2 separate regions of the Mus musculus genome follow, and region 2 is linked to region 1. Evidence: chromatin contacts called from public HiChIP or PLAC-seq data. All regions are on one chromosome and are shown on one strand. The core of a region is the stretch at or near the end of the contact, and the rest is flanking DNA. Distances in the headings are between cores, read along the strand shown. Region 1 holds the start of Hmgcll1 (3-hydroxymethyl-3-methylglutaryl-Coenzyme A lyase-like 1). Region 2 overlaps Hmgcll1 (3-hydroxymethyl-3-methylglutaryl-Coenzyme A lyase-like 1).

What was found. HiChIP or PLAC-seq counts read pairs in DNA pulled down with a chosen protein or histone mark.
Region 2: a contact with region 1 is called in an HNF4G HiChIP or PLAC-seq map of pancreatic cancer cells. The contact joins the enhancer-like site here to the promoter of Hmgcll1 in region 1. A contact is called at or near these places in 3 of 39 promoter capture datasets (the C10 cell line, liver and pre-B cells), 3 of 484 Hi-C or Micro-C datasets (the C10 cell line, nephron progenitors and pre-B cells), 4 of 115 datasets of contacts at active chromatin or transcription factors (embryonic fibroblasts, large pre-B cells, neural progenitor cells and 1 more) and 4 of 9 other capture datasets (adipose tissue, embryonic stem cells, liver and 1 more).

The regions. Positions count from the first base shown.
Region 1 is chr9:76,012,014-76,017,557 of GRCm38.p6, reverse strand. It overlaps Hmgcll1 (3-hydroxymethyl-3-methylglutaryl-Coenzyme A lyase-like 1), which reads right to left and starts at 2,581. Exons shown (of 9, transcript NM_173731.2): 1 at 2,376-2,581. The coding sequence starts at 2,483.
Region 2 is chr9:76,058,004-76,063,547 of GRCm38.p6, reverse strand. All of the region lies in intron 3 of Hmgcll1 (3-hydroxymethyl-3-methylglutaryl-Coenzyme A lyase-like 1), which reads right to left. Among named protein-coding and RNA genes, the nearest start is that of Hmgcll1, 46 kb to the right of the region's middle. Within about 2 kb of position 2,432, at least 14 of the 459 cell types and tissues checked have an H3K27ac peak or open chromatin away from gene starts, as enhancers often do. A contact at or near this core is called in pancreatic cancer cells, where this site is marked.

The DNA of each region.
Region 1 (5,544 bases), core at 1,332-3,831:
TATACCTTATACTTCCATATCATAGTTCACTACTGAAGGAAGTCAGGGTAGAGACCAAGGCAGGAACAAATGCAGAGATAATGAAGATGGCTACCTCCTGGCTTGACTTTCATGGCTTGCTCAGACTACTTTCTTGTAGCACCTAGGACCACCTATCTTCTGCTCAGGGATAGCTCTGCCTTACAGTAAGCTGAACCACTCCATATCAATCATAAACAACATATCAGGCCCATCTAGGGGACACATTTTCTACATTGAGTGTTCCTCCCCTTACATGACTTCCAGAATGTATTAAAATTAAGTACGTGGGAGGACTTCTCTGTGCAGACCAGGGATGATTTTCCACAGAAAAATAGCCAGCAGAGAGAGAGAGAGAGAACATGGATGCAAGTTGGAAATGTGGAGTATCACTTTCTGTTAAGATATCCAAGTATAGACAAAAGCTCAGAAGTGAGAAGAGGATATAAAACCAAGAACTGGGATATAAACAATAGCCAGGAGGGTGAGAGGAGATAAGCCATAGGACAGACAGGCATGATGATCCAGACAGACAGAAGCCACTGAGCTCAGCAAGGACACAGGAAAAAGAGACCTGGACCAAGTACATGCTTTGTAAGACATAACTGAGGGGCAAATGGAAGTGTCTCAGTCAGAAAAGTTGGCGGGTGTTAAGATAACTTAGAGCGTCTTCCAGAAAAGCACATAAGAGTCTGAAAGCCGTGACCTTACATAGCCTCAGCAGTAATCTTCGAAGCTCTCATTTTCCCCGAACAAATCAGAACACTGGAGCATACACACCACTCTACGGATCACCCAAGCAATAGTCACATGACTTCATCCCGAAAAGTAAATGTTAGGGATTCTTGGTTGCGTAAGACAAACTGACCGCTAAAGAATGTTGAGAACATTCCAGGAAGTTCAAACCAGACTCCATGGAAATCAGCCACCGTGAGGACATGAGAGAAGATAAAGCATGGCTCTCCACTTCCCTGTTGTCACCATCAGGTCTCACCAGAGGGTCCTGGTCAATCCTTCTGAGCCTTATTAGTAAAAGCGGATTCACTGTGGCCCTTGCACGTGTGCATATTGTGGGCTGTGATCATATTCATAGCCTCATTTCCCCCACTCACCTGCTCCTTCCTCCTGATGCTTGCCATGTCTCCTAACTCCACCCCACCCCCACCCCCAATTTTCTCCTCTTGGTATTTATGTCCCTTCCTTAGGCGACAGAGAAACAGGCGATATTAGTTGTTTGGGCTCTGGCTTATTTCCAGGCATCTACCTACAAATGACTTGATTTTGTTCATCTCTCTGAATAATAAACCATTGGGTAATTATGCCATATCTTCTGTATTGTATCCAGCCATCTGTTGATAGGCAGAATGCCCATTCTAGGACTTGGCTCTTGCAAATAGCTCCAGTCTCATACTCTAATTAATGGGGAGCAAACTATTTATAAAACCACCCACGAATGCTAAGTCCTACTTGTAGATCGAAGGCTTCGATTTCACATGTTGGAGCACTGAACTGAGACCACACCATAAGGATATGAATAACTCCTGTCAGAACTGTTGGTGTAACATCACATAACAAAGCTAGGCCAGCCCACTAAAATAAAAAAAAATAACAAGAACTACACTGTTCACAAAGTGAACAGGTGCCTAGAATTAAAAGGCTAATGATACCTAAGGCCTCACAAAGCCCTTGACTCATAACAGGTTTCAACATTTAGGTAACGACCATTACTGCTGTTTCCTGTTATGTTTAAAGTTTACGGTTTTATGTGAAAAGGAAATTTCTTTATATACCTTATGCTCACTTAACTGGCACGTTTGTTGGTAGTACATGGAATCATAAATACATAAACAATGAGTTGTCTTTATGAAGCTCTCAGGAAAATGCAGGAATAATTTTAGTCTGTAATGGTTTTATTCAAGCTTGTTTAATTTCATTAAGCAAAAACACTGTAGGGATAGTCAATGCTCTAACATACCATGTGATTTTAATCGTCGTCCTGTGCCTTCCTAGTGTGCCCTAGCTTCATCCTCTTTCTACCACACAAGGTGATATGTTTGTAGTCTGTTACACATTACAAGGAAGAAAGTGAGAACAAAAGCACCGCCCTTCCAAGAACACGCACAGACATGATCACTCCTGTTGGCGACCTGCAAAAGGCCTGGGGTAGGGAAACTGCTAGGCCAGCAAGGATGCGCCTGCTGTTCACAGCTGAGAAGATGAGAGGCTTTTCAGCCACAGACCCACACACTGACAATAGAACGGGCCTCAGGCAGGACCCTGGCTTACAGAGGTGACACAGACAAAAGGGATGACGGGAGGTGGATGGGGGTAGGGACGCCCTAGGCCCAAGGTGGTACCTGCGCCGCATCCAGCGCCCCTGCCACTGAGTCTCCGCTCCAGAGATGTTCGCGGAGAAGCTGCTGGTAGTTGAGGCAGTGCTTCGCAGCAGATGGTAGATTCCCCATAGCAGCAGCCTAGGTGCCGTGGGCGGTGCTGGATCCCACGGCCGGAGCCGAGAGCCGGGTGAGAGCCGGGAGCGCGTCCCGCGGGTGCCCGGGGTCCGAGCTGCACTGCGGCGGCGCGGTTCCTGGGCAACGCCCAGGCAGGGGTGTAGCGGGCACCTGAGTCCCGCGCTGAGAGCCAGATCCTGGATGGGGACAGTTAATTGAGGCAGGGTGGCACTCCCCCCCCCCCTCCGTAAAATATGGTGCTCTCAGGGCTGATTGTCTGCAGGTGCTCGCCTGAGTCAGAGCTCTAGGCAGGACCCAGGCCTCTGAGAGGAAGAAGCACTGGGCTCTCTACAGACATTCTCTCCTTCCCAGCCACAAGCCTGTAGGGTTGGCACTGTGAATCGGTTTGAGTTTATGTCAAAACTCTATTTAAAATTGCCGAGGCGCTTTGTGGTATTAAAAAACACAAACCCTAAATTAAGGGCGAGGGAGGGGGGTATATCGGAGGTAAACAAGCAAACCAAGAGTTGTCAGTAAGCCGATGGTGCAAGATAAATGTTGAAATGCTGAATTCTTTTTCGCTGTTTTACATTTATTGGTTTTAGTGGTTGTCTCCTTCCACTGTCACATGGGGTTAGGACTAGAACTTAACTGTCTGCTTCGGCGTCACCACAAGTTCCTTTACTATCCCCCTGGGTATGAAGAACTGTTTTTTTAAGAAGAAGAAAAAGAAGAAGAAGAAGGAGGAGGAGGAGGAGGAGGAGGAGGAGGAGGAGGAGGAGGAGGAGGAAAGAAAGAAAAAAGCAATAACTAAATTCATAAAGGCTTTTCTTTCATTCAAACAAAAACAACCTGTCAGAAGTTAGAAGTAATTATAAATTAAATAAATTTTAATGTATATATTTATAAAATATTTATAATATAAATGTATATTTAGTTTCTATATAAGTATGTTTGATTTATATATAAGTTTATATATTATAAATATAAATTATTGGATTTATATGATAGCCTTGGAATCAGATAACCCCTGCTTCATTCGGCCTACTTCATAAGCACACTTAGATTGCAACACTCTAATGCTCTTCAGCGTGGAGTCCATAGCTTGCAGCTGATAGCACACAATCGTCAGGAACAGTCTTGTGCAGGGAGAGCTAGCTGGCCCTACTGTTTCCACAGCTAGGAGGAATCAAGAGCGCCCAGGTGCACAAGCTTGCACAAAGGATGGCGTATATATACAACGACTAACTTCTGAGACATAATATGAACAGATTTTGAAGGGATTCACCACCCAGATTGGATAAAGAATATTTTTATTAATTCCTTGGCAATTTCATACAAGATCTTTTGAACACATTCACGCCCTGTACTCCAAATCCTCCCAACCACCTCTTCATCCCTTTTATCCAACTTTAGGATAGCTTGTTACATTTTTTTCCCCCCATCAAGTCCTGTTTGTGTTGCCCAACTATTTTGGGTAAAGGGAACTGCCCTGGTGGGTGCGCAACTGACTCTCCCTTTCTAAGCAGCCATCCGGTGCCAACAGCTAGCTACTCAGTGGGATCTCATACCTACTTTCCCGGCTCTCCCCCGGGCTTTTGTCTGGCTGGTGTTTGTGCTGGTCTTGTGCATGCTGTTAACAGTTGCTATGAGTTTGTTTATGCAACTACCCTGTTGTACCCGGAAAACACTATTTCCTTGATGTTATCCTCTGCCTGGGGTTCTTACAGTCTTAATGTTCTCTCTTCCCTGAGCCCTGGGGGTTGGAGTGTGATATGTACATCCCTTTTAGAGTTGAGCAATGAATAATCTTATTTTCTGTACACAAGCCTAAAAAGATCGAGATAACACCGAGCTTTGAGGCACATGGTGCAGTTCTCTCTCCTCATTGGATAGGTTGACCTGGGAGCCCCAGCTCTGTAGAGAATGCTCTGTGGTTACAAGTATACACAGTTCTTTGGCGTCCATGTAGGTGGCTCCCAGACACCTATAACATCTAGCCCCAGGGGAATCTGACTCTTCTAGCATCTGGGGAACCCCTACTGACATGCACATACACACAGATTCTCCATTTTATTTTGTCTTTTAAGAAAACACAAAAATAGATTTAAAGTTAAAAATAATAATAAAAATAAAGAAACCTGGATTCCAAACCTAGTGTCCTGGAGCATAACTATAATCATATTGCTTAGGAAGGTAAGGTAGAAAAATGACTGTAAGTTTAAGGCCAGTCTAGGCTAGATAGCTAATTCCAGGCCAGCTGTGTCTACAAAGAAAGAGCCTGTGTCATACCATCAAGAATGAAATGGGCTCCACAAGCCAGTAGACATAACATCGCTGGGCAATCACATGGATGTTTAATGCTATATTTCAAACCTAAACTCTATTTTTTTTCTACCTTACATAACTAAGCTATTTTTGTTTCAGTGTTCCAATAATTTAAACATAAAAGATATGAACACCTACGGAAAATTAAAATGAATCAGATTTCCTGTTTTTTCCATGATTTTATTGATTTTAGGTAATGTCTCAATGTCTTGAATTCTACCTATCTTTTGTGAAATTTTCTTGACTCCCTTCTCTCATTAAGCCCTCCATCTAACCAGCACCCAATCCAATCTGCCAAGATATTTCAAACATGTAGGAGACATTGCAGGCCTTTATTTCCTATTTTCCTGCCATTCATACTTGGAAGATAGCACTGCAATTCAATGGGAAAGGTTTAAAAATTGAATGTTAGATCACATGTGGTCAGGAATACTTCAAACGACTGAGTGGTGTGAAGAAAGTTCTTTAGCTTCTGTTTTATTAACTGGGATGATTATAAAAGTTACTAGTAATTGCAAAATTCAAATGAACTACAATATATTGTGTTCAATACATAGTCTTGAGCACTTACTACTGACTACATCTGCAATAACAGAATAGTTCAGTTTGTGTTTTGGAACAACCACACTGAAATTTTGAATTTTGTGATTCTTTGTTGTACAGACAATGCTGTACATGATATTTTTTTTTCTTTTTTCTTTTATATCCACAGGTGTTTTGCTTGTATGGCCACTTCGGACAGTTAGGT
Region 2 (5,544 bases), core at 1,183-3,682, 46 kb before region 1:
AAACAACAAAACAACATACAGGGGCTGTGGCTTATGCAGCAAATGTGAGCATGAGAGAACAAAAGGCATCTATTGTTTTCATGAAGGGCTACTGTTGCACCTGTAACACCAGGAAATAGGTGTTAAGTTCACTGGAATTCACATAGCAAAATTTCTTCCATTTAATTTCAATAACCATGTAGTATCATTTACCTTATATCAATTATCATTCACTCCTACCCAGAGGACAAATACTGACAACATGGATGTATCTAACATGTATGAAAACAAATACATTCCTGTAAATTAATAAGCAAAACCAATATCATCATTTAGACCATGCTTCTAAGGACAATATACCATTTGATCTCTTCATATCAATCTTTTTACAGAGGATCATTAATGTGTTACAGCAGTAATGCCAGTTTAGAAGAGAAAAAATTAAGACTATTTCAATATGGTTATTCTTGGCATAACACCAGAAAATAAGAAATATGGCCTTAGTTAATTTGGCCAGGATCCCTTTTGTGAAATGACACAGGTTATGTAAGGTAAACCATAAGCAAAGTGGACATACTTTGATTGGACTCATCCTGAGATACTTTCTGTTGTCTGGACACATAATGATGTCTCTTAAGCCAACAATTTGAAAGTGCCCCACCCCCTCTCCCTTTCTGTCCTTCTCCTTCTCCGTCTCCTTCTCCTTCTCTTTCTTTCTCTCTCTCTCTCTCTCTCTCTCTCTCTCTCTCTCTCTCTCTCTCTCTCTCTGTCTGTCTCTCTCTCTCTGTCTCTCTCTGTCTCTCTCTCTCTCTCTCTCTCTCTTTCCTCCACAAAATTATTTTCTACCTACCATCTTATCATCTACACTCCTTATAAAGAACATAATGGCTAAGGCAGACCAGATACAAAAGATGTGCTCTCTTACATTTCAAAAATTAAGCCTGGTTTGTCAATCTAGTAAATGTACTTCCATTTCAATAAAGAATGATTTGTCCTCCACAGTAGAATGAGCACTGGGACAGGTGACAGGGGCTCCTGGTTGGTGTGTACCTTGATCCTACTTTTAAGTGTTAGAGTGACTTGTACAAAAAAGAATGCTACAATCTTTTATGTACATTTTTTTCTACTCTTGTAAAGAAAACTCACTTCTATCCCTTTGGGAAGACTTCTTATCCATGTGTTGCAATAGGTAAACGCTTCATCAGGGACAAATAATATGTAAAATTGACCCATTTCATTTGATACATACATGCATACACACATACTCACACACACACATAGTGTATTATATGCTTAATTTATTTTTTATTTTCAAACAAAGTAGCATTCATGTGAATAAAAACAAAAATGTTAATATCTAACACAAAAATTTAGTTCACTTTAGAGATTATGATAGTCACAATAATTTCAATAGCTTACGATTAACAGACACATTCCAAATGTGCAGGAAATCTGTTTTTAATGTGTTTTCTTTCTCATGCTATTGTGTGTTCCATCTAAGCGAGGGGCTACCTGGACTAACTTCAAATATTCTTATGTTACATGTCACTCTAAGGAAATCTTTTTCCAGATAACTTATAAAGAACATGTATTTCTTAATGGCAGGCATTTTATCATCTGTGATCATTTAAATTATAGGTGTAGGATCCTGTTTTATATGGCACCCTGCTACTGCGGACCTTTTCTTTAAGCTATGTGAGTTAGACAGCTCCTGCCAAACAAAACAGTGGGAGGGGAAAAAAAAAGCTTTAAAATGCTAAAAAAAGAAATAAGTGAAGAAGCAGCAATCTAAACATTAGCTGGAGGACTATTCCCATGACCCGCGTCTGATGCACAATCAGCTCCAGGGAAGCACAGGACTCACAGAACACTATCAGACCTCATACATTGTCTTTAGAAACAGAAATCACTCAGGCAACACATACGCAGCTGCTATAGCAAAATTACGAAATGCTAACCTCAGATACTATTTTAAAGGTCTGTACTATGTGATGTTCTTCTAGAAGGAGAATGAAAGAACTTAGAGAAATTTTTAAAATGTAAGTGCAGTTAAATCTAAACCATCCATGCAAAGAAGCCCAAACTACAATGTGTGTGTGTGTGTGTGTGTGTGTGTGTGTGTGTGTGTGTGTGTATCCATAAGGCTGCCTTAGGGAAAACACCCCATGTGTACTGTAAGGTAAAGCTAGGCTACTGTGACTTTGAGAGGTGAAGTTTGTAATATTTGTCTTTGATTCGGGAACACTGCTCTTTTGTGGCTATGTGATTTATGTAAATCACTTTTTTCTTTAGATACATGTAACCATATGAGGTTTAAAACAAGCACACACTAATAAAACTCATGATGGAAAACATTATTGAACACTAGTCAGGAGGTAGGCCCCACGATCATGTACACACAGGGACCATTGATGTGACTGACCCTTTGTGGTTACCCACATCCTGTACTGCAGGAATGTGTGCTAGGCTTTCTAAGGTTCAGAGAGGTTAAATCACTTACTCAAAGGCATGGCACACTGTGGATAAGGGCACAATTCTAGAACCATCTCCCCTCATCACAGATATCCTCAGGAGCTATGCGAAGCAATTCAGTCAACTTATTTAATATTACTTTAGGTTTAAAATGGGCTCATTAATTTTCAGTAGGCTAATCCCAGATTCAACTTGGGACCACATGCAGAATAAATTATGTCATTTTGTATTCCCATCCAGTATATTTATTTAAGCAAGGTCAGGAGGCATGATCCAGTTCCTTCTTATAGGGAGTCTTCCTTTCATTTTCTTTTGTCATATTTTCTTGTCATTAGCTACAAGAGAGTAAGTGTGGCCTTTTAGAGATTGCTCTATTCTTATTCTTTCAGATGTCTCTGTGAGCATCATCTGTGAGTCTGAAGGATAGTCTATAAATCAATTTTTATTATTATATAATAGTAATAGCGTGAAGTCATGGGCATCATCTTATTAGGAAAAGAATATTTTGTATGCAACTTTTTTTTAGAATTTTTTTCTATTATTATTTTTTTAATTAGGTATTTTCTTCATATACATTTCCAATGCTATCCCAAAAGTCCCTCATAACCTCCCCCCACCACTCCCCTACCCACCCACTCCCACTTCTTGGCCCTGGCATTCCCCTGTACTGAGGCAGATAAAGTTTGCACGACCAATGAGCCTCTCTTTCCAGTGATGGCCGACTAGGCCATCTTCTGATACATATGCAGCTAGCAACTTTCTTAAAATCACTGGGAAATTATAGAATTTTGATAATATCAAGATTTAGTATTTGAAATGAAAATTTAGTTATTTATTATTAATATTAGCAAGACCTATGCACTCTCCTGTTGGGGTTAGTATGGTACTTCTATGTATTCAAATACTAAATATTGTATCCCAACATATGCTTGCCTCAGGAAGAGCAAATTCTCACACACACCAGCTTTTATTGTGCAAACCTTGCCAAGTTATTCCTGATTGGTTAATAAAAATGCTGCTTCACTTAGGGTTTCCATTGCTATGAAAAGACATCATTACCAGGGCAACACTTATAAACACAAATATTAATTGGAGCTGGTTTATGGTTTCAGAGGTTTGATACATTATCATCATAGCAGGAAAAATAGCAACGTCCAGGAAGAAATGGTGCTGGAGAAGAAGTTGAAAGTTCTGCATCTTGATTTGACAAAGACAACCAGGAGAAACTGGCATCCTCGGGCAGTTAGGAGGATGCTCTCTTTCACAGTGGGTAGAGCTTGAAGATAGGAAGAGAACTCCAAAGCCCACCCCCACATGACACATTTCCTCCAACCAGGCCACACCTCATAACAGTACCACTCCCTATGAGCCAAGCATATTCAAACTATCAAAGATGCCTATAGCCTGGGCTGAGCAGAAGAGAAGTGGGCAAAGCTGTGGCTCCTGGGCTTGGGGTATCAGGTAAGGACCATGATGGGAGATGAGAGGACAAAGAAGGAAGTTGCTATGGAGGAAGTTAGCATGGATCATAAGTATGTGGCCACGAGGGCTGGCCTGATGAAGCAGGAAAAGTGCAAATGGAACAGATGCCCATATTTATGGGGATTTGGGCAGAGGAAACTGACAAGATAACTTAGAGGGTTGATATCTGCCAAGCTGTGGTGCTTTCAAATGGTCTCTATGTCTTCTATTTGGGAACTAAATGGTCTGAAGTAGTGTAGAAACCCCTAGTAGATATTTAAAGGCAACAAAAAGGTATAGCAAACCCCCAGAATCTTAATAACCACTACACTCTCCTAATTTTATAACTATGCCAGTGTGTCCTCTCTTCCCAAATGTAATTGAATGTGTAAAACAGCATGAAATGATCTATAAACAGAATAACTTCTTCAATTCTTAAAGATGATGAAAATTTCTTGCAGTCCCTTAAAAATCAATGTCAGCTGGTGAAATATTTTTGTTTCTCAAAATAATCAGGAAAACATATTTATATCAAGTAATGTGTTCTTCGAAGGAAGATATCTGTATACTTAATTATATGATAACAGATATACACATAAAAGGCAGGGCTGCTTACCTATACAAGAAAATTGCAAAGAATATGTTGCCATTCCTTCAAGCTGACTGATTCACTATTCATTTCACAGTGATTTTACTGTATACCTCCCTGCTATAGCCAAGCACTGAGGATGATGAACCAAAGAGGCATTATCTTCACACAACTTACGGTACAAATAGTAAATGATCAGAGAAGATTTATAAATATATAGAGAGGTTTATGACTTAAGTACCAACAGTGACTTGAAGGAAAATCACTATCTGACAAGAAATTAGAGTAACTCCGTAAAGAGTCTGTGATTCCTAACCACATAGTGTTTTCTGTTACATCAAATGCATCCCAGCCAAAAGGACTCAGAGTTTTTGCCATTTCACATCATACTGTTAGAACTGCCGGAAAATACAGACATTGAGAGGTAACTAAGCAAATGTGTGTGTAAAGTGCCTTGTATGATAGTACCCTGTCTAAATGCCAGGAAAATAGGAACAAGAATCGGTTCAGGTTAGCAGGAGTTTCAGCAAAGTGAATTAATTGTATTAATAGAGCTCAGGGTTACTAGGAAAACTGGAGTCACATACAAAGACTTGAGTGTGTGTTTTCCAGGCTCTTCCAGTGAGAAGGGAATTTTTAAAGAGTTAGAATGTGTTTCTCAGATATATTCCTGGAAGCCTATTTTAGTCTCTATAAGTAAGATATATAAGGAATGGAGAACGATGCTTACGTACTCCATGTAATATCTTGTGGGTTTGTGGATTGTGGGTCGGTAATACATCTGTGGAATTGAAACAAGTATAGAATATAAAGGAGATTAACCTCTTGCACATTTATTTGTGTGTTTGTTTGCTTTGTGTGGGTGTGGTTGGGTATGGGGGGGTGCATGGGTGTGCATGTGTGTGTAAGTATGGGTGTGTTATCATGTGCAGGAGTTAGTTCTCTGCTTCACTACATGGATTCTGGTGACTGAACTCCGGTTGTCAGGCTTGGTGCCAAGTTCCCTTACCCACGAGCCATCTTACCAGCCACAGAGACATTTT